Linked DNA regions of Rattus norvegicus: region 2 is linked to region 1. A link is a contact called in public Hi-C data. All regions are on one chromosome and are shown on one strand. The core of a region is the stretch at or near the end of the contact, and the rest is flanking DNA. Distances in the headings are between cores, read along the strand shown. Region 1 has its middle 110 kb from the start of Sec61b. Region 2 holds the start of Nr4a3 (nuclear receptor subfamily 4, group A, member 3).

Region 1 (4,781 bases), core at 2,196-4,695:
CAGGCACATCTCTGAGTTCAAGGCCAGCCCATTTCCATAGTGAGTTCCAGGCCAGCAAGGCATACATAGTGAGATCACATCATATTTTTTTTTAATGCAGACAAGAGAAAGTAATTAAAGGGGCCAGAAAGAGGTGACCGTGGCTGTGGTGGTGATTACACAGTTGAGAAAAGGAGGGATAACCCCTGGATATATGTTATAAACACAGTCAGAGGGTAGGAGGGATATATCATCCCCTTTGTCACGGTGACTGCCTGACAAGAAGCACCAAAATGGAGGAAGAATTTACTTGGGTTCATGGCTTTAGGGGGTGTAGTCCTTGATGGTAGGGGAAGGCATGGATGTGGGAGGAGACAGTGGCTTGACCAGGGGGGTCGAGGTCACATTAGAGTTAAGTTCTAATTCTTAAGGCCCACCCTCCAGTGACTCACTTCTTCCAGTTAGGCTCTACATGCTATAGGTTCCACAACCTCCCAGATACGCTACTAAATAGGGGCCAAATGTTCAAACACATCAGCCTAGGAAAGATGCTTTGTATCTGAACTATAAATCACCCCACCTGGGGTCCTTGCAATAGCAAAGGAGGGCCAAGATTCTGCTCTCATAACATAACATCTCTCTCTTGGGGTGCAATACAAGAGTTCCCATCTCACATATCGTGAAGTGTTTGCACTCTCCGAGAAGTGTTTTCTGGAAACATCACAGCCCTCCTGCTCTGTGCTGATCATCGCCTCCGGCTCCTAGGCATGCCTCTCACGTGCTCCCTTGGCCGGCTGGCAGGAGGTTGAGGACTGCTTGATCCAGGGTGGGGGCTCAGCGTGGAGCTATGAGCCACTACAGCAGTGAAGTGACCACAGTGTCAAGTGGCTACTCTGTGTGATGGGGTTTCTAAAAATACACCCCCTGTCCTGCTGCTCATGGGGCACCAGCCCTGCCCTCCCGTGTGCCAGGCAGACAGCAGCAGGATGAACAGCCTGCTCCTCCCTACTCTCCCTGCTGCCCCTACAGTCCAGGTCACCGGTTATTCTCAGCATTGGCTATTGTATTAGCCACCTGCCTCCTCTCTCTTCTCCATGTGGCCGATCAGGTGGTTACTGGAAAACACAGGGACCTGTTAAGAGGCCACCACCTAAGACAATAAGCAAAGCCCATCCCGTTCAAACACGTCCTCATTCACTCAGTTGTTCAACATACATTAAGACAGCAGTGCCCAGTGCCTTTAAGAGGTCAGGCTGCAGTAAGCGCTACACATCAGGCAACAGAGAAGTTTATGCTTTATGACTCTGTACAGCACTCAGCGAAGCCCAGTGCAGTCTGAAATGATGGAAGTCGGGAGAGTGGTGACATCTTCTTTTTTTTTTTGAATCCTGTAACCGTGCTAATATATTTACTAGTAAAAATGTAGCCTGTGTGGAAGAATTCCTTAGGATTTCCTATGCAGACAATCATGTCACCTGTAATAGAGACATTTTTACCTTTCTCTACAGCTAGATGACTTCTATTTCTTCTTCTTCTGGACCAATCGCCCTAGCTAACATGCCTGCCCACTGCTGAATGGATGTGGCAAGAGCAGGCACCCTCACAGCAGTCTTGATGTTTACTAGGGAGAACTCCCAATCCTTTATCATTAATCCTGAATAAACCTGAACATTTTTTGTAAGTGTTCAATAGCAGGCCCTGGGTCCATTTTATTCTCAACTTGTTTAATGGTTTATAACACGAAAAAGCATTGGATTGGGTCAATTACTCTTTTCTATTTTTTAAAAACTTTTTATTAGATATATTTCTTTACTTACATTTCAAACGTTATTCCCCTTCCTGGTTTCCTGTCCATAAGCCCCATTCCCTCCCCTCCCCCTCCCCCTCCCCTCCCCCTCCCCCATACAGGTATTCCCCCTATACATCCCCCTTATTGCTCTCCCCTATTCCCCTGCAATGGGGGTTGAATGGTGACATCTTAAGAGATGGCAAAGGACACACGGAGTCTTCGGGCCTGAAAATGAGTTGCCCATCACTGGGGTGATTATCATATAAAATACCCTGCGTTGTACAATATTAAAAGTTGTATTTCTTTGATCCACGCCCTGTCCAATGGCAATCCTTTTTGTAGTTTTAGGTGAAGCATATTTTGCTTTTACTCTTTAGAGCTATATACACACCGGTGACTCGAGAGCAGGCGAGAAACGCTACGCTAACATTTAAGCAGGACTTATATTTCTGACAGGTGGGAGAGTGGTAAAGATTAAATGTGCTGCTTTATCCTTTGCTGAGTTTCCCAATTATTCTACACCAAATACATCCCGCTTACATAACGAGATTAAATATGCTAAATGTTATTTTTAAACATTTTAAAAGTGCGAGCCCTTGAGATGAAACAGTGGGCAAGCACGAGGCAGGTGGCAGTCTTCCCGGGGCTAAGCCAGCTCACGAGCTTTTGTCCTCTTCCACAGCAAGGACACTAGCTCAGGAGGACTGTCCCTGTCTGTGGGATTTCGGAGCGGCTAAATAAAGCTCTTGGCTCTGAGGGGGCTGAGGTAAGTGGAGCTGCTGGGGGAGCCCTCAGGGCTTTCCTGTCCTTGCTAAGGGGCATGCCAAGCCCCTCCTCACAGCCGTGAGAACACACCTGACTCAGGCTCCAGCCTTGCTAACCAATGGCTGCTCAGTATCTCCAGTGCTAGCCAACTGCGACCTCTAGTTAAAAGAGGTGGGGCCACTTCAGAATCCTCTCCTACAGCCAGTCAGCAAGAAGGAATTTGAAGATACAGAGAAGTCAATGGAGACCCTTAGTTGGGAATTTAAAACTAGAAAAGAAAATACAACCCTGAAAGCACTACAAATGGGAGAATATGGAATGAGGAGAGAGGCTCTGACCCTTGTTTTTCTCTCTGGGAAATGGGGCTACTGTGGGATTAACAAAATGAAAACACTTATAGGAAAGATTGAGGCAGCTTTTTTTTTTTTTTTGGTTCTTTTTTTTCGGAGCTGGGGACCGAACCCAGGGCCTTGCGCTTCCTAGGTAAGCGCTCTACCACTGAGCTAAATCCCCAGCCCCATGAGGCAGCTTTTTAATGCACATTGATGTTGGGAGAGGTAGACAATGATCCCTTGCCCCCTACTTGGCCTTTCTTAGACATCCAATTCTAATCATAACAAAATCAGGGACAGGTTTGTCTGTCTGCCCAAAGCCTGATTTCTGCACTGGCAAAGCCAGCGCTGTCCTGTGAGCAACGGCTTGTGATTCACAAGTATGTTTTTTATTTCCAGCATGGATCCTAAAATCACTTCCCCTTCTCTCCCATCCGCCTCTCCAGACCCCCAACAAAGACTCCCGCAGAGAAGTCAAGTCGTGTGACAGCTTTTCACATGGAGCCAAGGCAGGAGGCAGTGGCCAGTTCTGCCCTGTGACACACACACACATAGCCTCCAGCAGTCACATGGGTTCCAGCTGCCACCACTTGCCCTCTGTCCCTGACCTGGTACTCTTTCCCTGGCAGACCTCCTGAGCTGACTTGTCCCTCCAAGCAATGGCTTGGCAGACAGTTGGGCTGAGGGACTGAGTGCCAGCCGCCTTGGACGGCTCTGTCGAAGCTGATCTCGAGGTGGGAATCCTTCCAGGAGTCTCCTGACACCATGTAGTGTGCCCCAGAGGGAATTAGGTCCCTTACTGGCCTGAAGTAGAAGTAGACAGAGCTGTTCGTTCTGGGTTCACCGCAGCCAACCACAGCCAACCACAGCCAGAGCCCCTGAGAGCAAAGAGCTTGAGTCCAAGATGTTGAGTGAGACTACGTAGGCAGTGTAGCTCATGGGGAGGCAGAAAGTCAGACACTGGGGCCTTGGAGAACAGGAAAAAGACACGTACAAAAGATGCCATCTGTATGAACATTCCTCAAACTAAATTCAACAACAACAACAAAATCCAACTCCAGCACAATGGTACTCATCTGGGAACTGTTCCTACAAGAGGACATTTCCTTTGTAGCTGTCGCACATCCTCCACAAAGCCACTCTGCTGTAGCCTCATCCAGGGTAGATGCTGGAATGGTTGTGTGTCAGACTCTGCCACCAAACTGGGCTCCCCCAGTATACAGCTTCTCTTCCCAGCACAGAGGAGAACTTAAACAGTGAGAACTGTTGTCTGATCACTGGTCTTCCCCTGGTCATGTGGTGAGGGGCACTCCTGGCCCTCAATGACAGAAGATACTTGGGGAACTGAAGACAATGCAGAGGAGAGATGTAATGTCAGCTGCATCAACAAAAGGCAAGATGGCTAGGGAGACCACACAGTGGAGTAAGTAAGCACTTGCCCTGAAAGTATGAGGACCAGAGGACAGCTCCCCAGAATCCTTGGGGAGGAAGAGAGAGAGAGAGAGAGAGAGAGAGAGAGAGAGAGAGAGAGAGAGAGAGAGATCCCCAGGGCAATCTGGCTAATTAGACTAGCCAGAATCATCAAACTCCAGGTTCAGCAAGAACTCCTGTCTCAGAGCCTGATACAGCTGTCTCCTGAGAGGCTCTGCCAGATCATAACCAATACAGACGCGGATGCTCGACTGATCACAGGGACCCCAATGGAGGAGTTAGGGAAAGGACTGAAGGAGCTGAAGGGGTCTTATCTGGCATCAATGGGAGGGGAGGCCCTTGGTACTGTGAAGGCACGATGCCCCCATGTAGGGGAATGCCAGAGTGGGGAGGGAGGGATGGGGAGGTGGGTGGGGGAGCACTCTCATAGAAATAGGGTAAGAGGGGATGGGATAAGGGGTTTGCAGAGGGGAAACCTGGAAAGG
Region 2 (4,514 bases), core at 1,301-3,800, 480 kb before region 1:
ACGAGTGGATCTTTCCACAGCTGTAGCATGTGCTTCTCGTCCTCCCCCTCTCGCATCTTCAAGGGGGGGGTCTTCCAGCAACCCCACCCCCAATTCTACTGGGTTTCCTATCCCGACTGTCTCTCGGAGCCTTTCAAGAGTAGTCTTTCTTTCAGGGGCAGCCTCTGAACTCTGGTGGGCGGGGGTCGCGCCTCCCCAGGAAAGGGGTTCCTCTCAGAGGTCGGCACCCCGCCCATCGTACAGCCCAGCCCAGAGCCCCATCGCTCTCTCCGCCCCCCGCCCCGATGGTCCGGTTACCTAGGTAAAGCCTCTGCGCCTGGAAACACGTTCTGTCGCTCAGGCTCGTGGCCGCTGGGGCCGGGAGTACAGAGCCTCGGGGTTGTAAATTAGGAAGAAATAACTACCTCTGTCAAAGCCCCTTTCTTTCTCCGGGGCAGACGAAGGGAACACCCCCGTGTTCCTCTCCCCGTGGTGAAGTGTGTGGAGGAAACCGTGAAACACACCATTGTGACCCGGGCTCCTCCGCGGAGTTTCCAATGGGGAGCGGGGGCGGAGGTTGGGCGGGGGCAAGAGAGGTGGAGAAGAGACCGGCAGAAAGGGAAAGACAGAGATTCTCAGAAAGACCGAGGGAGCTGAGACAAACCCCGGGGGAGAATTTCTGTGAGCCAGCGCTGGGTCCAGGATTGGGGGGGGGGGGCTGGGGGCGCCTGTGGAGGGAGTGGTGGCCCGGGCAGTCTTTGGCGTTCACGTTAATGCGTATCTTGCTGCGTTAAAACAACTCCAATAAAGTAATTTCATTCATTGTATTCAGTATGCGCGTTGGGCAGCTTTTCTTTCTCTAACTTGGTTCTGTGAGAAACATTTCCCGATTGTTGGGAAAGGAGCTCCGGAATTGGAATAGCGAAGGAATGGCTGAACCGAACCCTGTAACCTCTCTCCCAGCACTCCAAGGCCCAAGGATAAGCAGCTCGAGAGTACTGATGACCACACTCCCCGCGGCTCTTCCCTCGGGAGAACCCGGGCACATAAACAAAAGGCCACCTCCAAGAACGTTCTTGGAAATCAAGGGACCAATGATCATGAGCTCCCTCCTGACTGCCGGAAGCCTCCAACAGGTTCGAGAAAGTGCCTTTGAAAGCCAGTCTCCGCAGACTGAGCTCTGCCTCTCAGCTCTCTTTTTCATCGAGAACTTTCCTCCTTACCAAGAATAAAAACACTCGGAGCAACTTCTCCGAAAGCGCATTGAAAAGTAGTAACACAAGCCTTTCCCACACCAGTCAAGGCCCGGAGAAGAGGGACGCCGTCCCCACGCGTGTCGGGGCGCGAGAGTCGGCAATTACACCCGATTACCTCCGTGGGGAAAAGTGTAAACCAGCAAGTCGGCGACGCCTGGCAGACGTGCCTAGTGGAGCCCCGGGCTCATTTCAATACAATAAGCCGCATTCCTACAATTACACCCTCTTTGCTGAGCTCCTCCAGCGCCTCTGCAAACTCTGGCCGCTGCTGCCCAGGCAGTGTCCCTCCTAGGCTTTCTCCCAGACAACCAGCTTCATTTCACCATTAGACACATTAACTCGGACCCACCAGAGTCCCTATTTTCAATCCCACTTAAAAGGCAGGAAAATTACTGCCGTTCATCACCGGGGCTCCAACTCTCTGCCGCAGCCGCCGCCGCCGCCGCCGCCGCCGCCGCCGAGAGCATCATTACCATGACAACTAGAGCCGAAATACCCTGAATTACAACGCTGGAGCAGCTATAGCACAAATCCAGGTCCTCCTCTTTGTTAGAGGCTTTTCGCCTCTTTGGGTGGGGAGAAGAATCTCACAAGCTCCAGAGTCCCCGAGGGCCAGCTACAGGGGAAAAGTTTCAGATTGGAGCCCACCGCTCGCCTGGGGAGCAAAGCCTGAGAGGGGAGGCGGCGGGGGGGGGGAGCCCCACATTAAAAGTTGTCAATTTCAGGAGCGACACTTCCCAGCGCGCCAACTTTTAAGCAAGTCCCCATATTAACTGGGCATATTGTACGTACTTGGGTTCTGTGGAGGTTCCGTCTTTAGAGCGAGTTTCTAGAGAGCGACCCCGAAATCTGGATTGGGGGAGAGTCACAGCTGCTGTCCCGGAAGGGCTGCGGTGCACAAACCCAGCGGCTCCCAGAGGCGGTGAGCAGCGGCTGGCTGGGGATGCTGCGATCCCAACTCATGGGAGAGCGCCGCCGAGAGGTTCCGCAGGCGTCCAGTCTCCGGCTGCGACCAGGGGCTAGGATGTCGCCACGTTTCCCACCTCCACGGCCACTGCCCGCTCTGTCAGCGTTGCAAAGTGAGCCCTGGAGGGGCGTCCGGCTGCGGCGCGGCGCGGCGCGGCGCGACACCGGCGAGGGCGCCGAGAGAGAGGGGTGTGAGCGCGCGGGAGAGAGTGGAGTGTGTGTGCGGAGCGTGTGAGCGCGCGTGTGTCTGTGTGTGCAAGTGAAGGAGCGGGTGTGAGCGTGTCTGTGTATGGGGAGCGGAGGAGGAGCAGGCGCTGGAGGGGTGGGGGGCGGGAGGCAGGAGACTCGGCTCTCCCGGCTGCGCGTTCGCTCGCTCTCTCGGCACGTCATTTATGCCACAGGAGCCCTAGCGGCCTCTCCATAGAGTGCCTGGAATGCGAGACGTCAATGTGACGCCATGGGACGCTACGTCACCCTCCTCCTCCCTCCCCTGGCCCAGCCGGTTCCGCGTGTGCGAGGGTGTGTGTGTGTGTGTGTGTGTGTGTGTGTGTGTGTGTGTGTGTGTGTGTGTGTTCGCGCGCGCGCTCACGCGCGTTCCCCGGCCATTCTCAGGGACGCACAATGGAAACCGCGGGGAGCTGCGGACCACAGCCCTGAGGCTTCTCAGATTCGCGCCGCCAACCCCTCTGCACCGGAGCTGCTTGCCAGGGCGCCGGTCTACCGGAGGGTGCCGCAGCCCGCCCGCGGGTCAGGCGGGACCGCCCAGCTGTCAGGCTCCGGGTGGAGTAGAGTTGGAGGAGTGCTGCTGGCTCGCCTCCGAGGCTGCCCCGAGGCACCTAGCCAGGTCGAGGGGGTAAGAGAGAGGACAGCTCTTCCGAAAGGGAAGGCTACGCCAGCCAGCTTCTCCGAGTGACCTGGCAGTCACTGCTGAAGGAGTCTGGCACCAGCCCGAAGACTCCCTGAGGTGCAGCTGTGCTTTCCTCATGCAGTGGTTCTAAGGCTGTTTACGTCTCTCTGGCCCTTTGCGCCTAGGCTAATTTGCCTCTTCCTCCTGTCTGCTGTTGGTGTTTCGCCCTAGGATGCAGACCGCTCCAGGGACAAGATTTTATTTCTTTACACTTATGGTGTGGTGTTCTTTACTGGACACTTTATAATCCAAAGAAATGCACATCGAGCCACGCGCGCGCTGCACGAGAAACTATATATAAAACAAACACACCACACGTGTTGAACAGCTGAGTGAGTCTGACTGTTAAACAGATCCTCTACTCCTCCCCTGCACCGGGTCACACTTGGAACTCGCACTTTCACTTTTTTTGAGGGTCGTAGACGCCTCCCCTTCCATCTCTCAAATGAAATATTTCAAAATCAATCAACAGGATTCATTAAGCGGTCTCTAGGGGATCTTTCCTATGGCCCATTTGTCTTCCAAGTATGCAGAAAGTCTGGGCGACTGTATAAGGGACAGCGATTTCTTCCTGGAAATGAATTTAGGATGTCACTTTCTTGCTGAAAACAAAGCAAACCAGACAAACAAAACCAAAACATGTTCGAGTTTGGAACTCTTAGTTCCAAAGGTGGCTACTAAGTGAAAGTAACCTCTCTCAGAAATGATTGTTTTACGAAGGAAATGTTTGAATGAAACAACTCAGACAGACGCGGTCTCTGGTGGTCTGCTAGAATCCCAAGTGGCATTTTTTTTTTTTTTGACTTGAGCCTGTGGGTGGCAAAGTTGGGGGAAGAGGATCCCCTAGTCATAGCACATGCCCCAGAATCGAAGAAGGTTCGAACTGGGACCAGAAACTCGAAAACAAAACAACACGTGCATAGTGTGCCTCTCTAAGTCTACGCCTCCACTTTCACTTTAGCAGGCTGGTGTGCTTAAGACCGTGAGAGGACGCTCGGAAAGTTGTCCCAGCCCAGAGGAACCGAGCCCCCTGGCTGCGGGTGCGTTCCCATCCTAGCCCAGAAAGAAGGAGGGCGCTCCTACATTGAATCCATTCAAAGGCTGGGGGTTGGGGGAGCAGGACCTGGAGCCGCGCGGCGCTGACGCACGCGAGGCGCGTGATTGACGCAGGCGATGTTACTAAATTGGGCGGTTGGCCGGGCCCAGGCGGCGGCGCGCGCGGCAGATAGCGGAGTAGGTTCCCCTCGGTCACCCCCTCCCGTCTCCATTCAGCGCGGCACGGCGTGGGGCGGGGCGGGGTGGGACGCGCGCGTCCGCGCCGGGATCCGGCGAACCAAATATAGACGGGTCCCGGCTATTTTTAGTGGGGCGTCGGGCGCGCGCGCGCGCCGCACCAAGGGGCGCCC

The links. A called contact is a pair of places that touch in the nucleus more often than the background predicts.
Region 2: a contact with region 1 is called in a Hi-C map of psoas muscle, with 4 times the contacts expected there. The contact joins the promoter of Nr4a3 here to the enhancer-like site in region 1. A contact is called at or near these places in 2 of 12 Hi-C or Micro-C datasets (frontal cortex and psoas muscle).

What each region holds. Positions count from the first base shown.
Region 1 is chr5:66,680,700-66,685,480 of GRCr8, reverse strand. No RefSeq gene overlaps it. Among named protein-coding and RNA genes, the nearest start is that of Sec61b, 110 kb to the right of the region's middle. Within about 2 kb of position 3,445, at least 10 of the 93 cell types and tissues checked have an H3K27ac peak or open chromatin away from gene starts, as enhancers often do.
Region 2 is chr5:67,155,234-67,159,747 of GRCr8, reverse strand. It overlaps Nr4a3 (nuclear receptor subfamily 4, group A, member 3), which reads right to left and starts at 2,550. Exons shown (of 8, transcript NM_031628.2): 1 at 2,028-2,550. It overlaps LOC134478966 (a long non-coding RNA gene), which reads left to right and starts at 2,602. Exons shown (of 2, transcript XR_010051797.1): 1 at 2,602-4,514.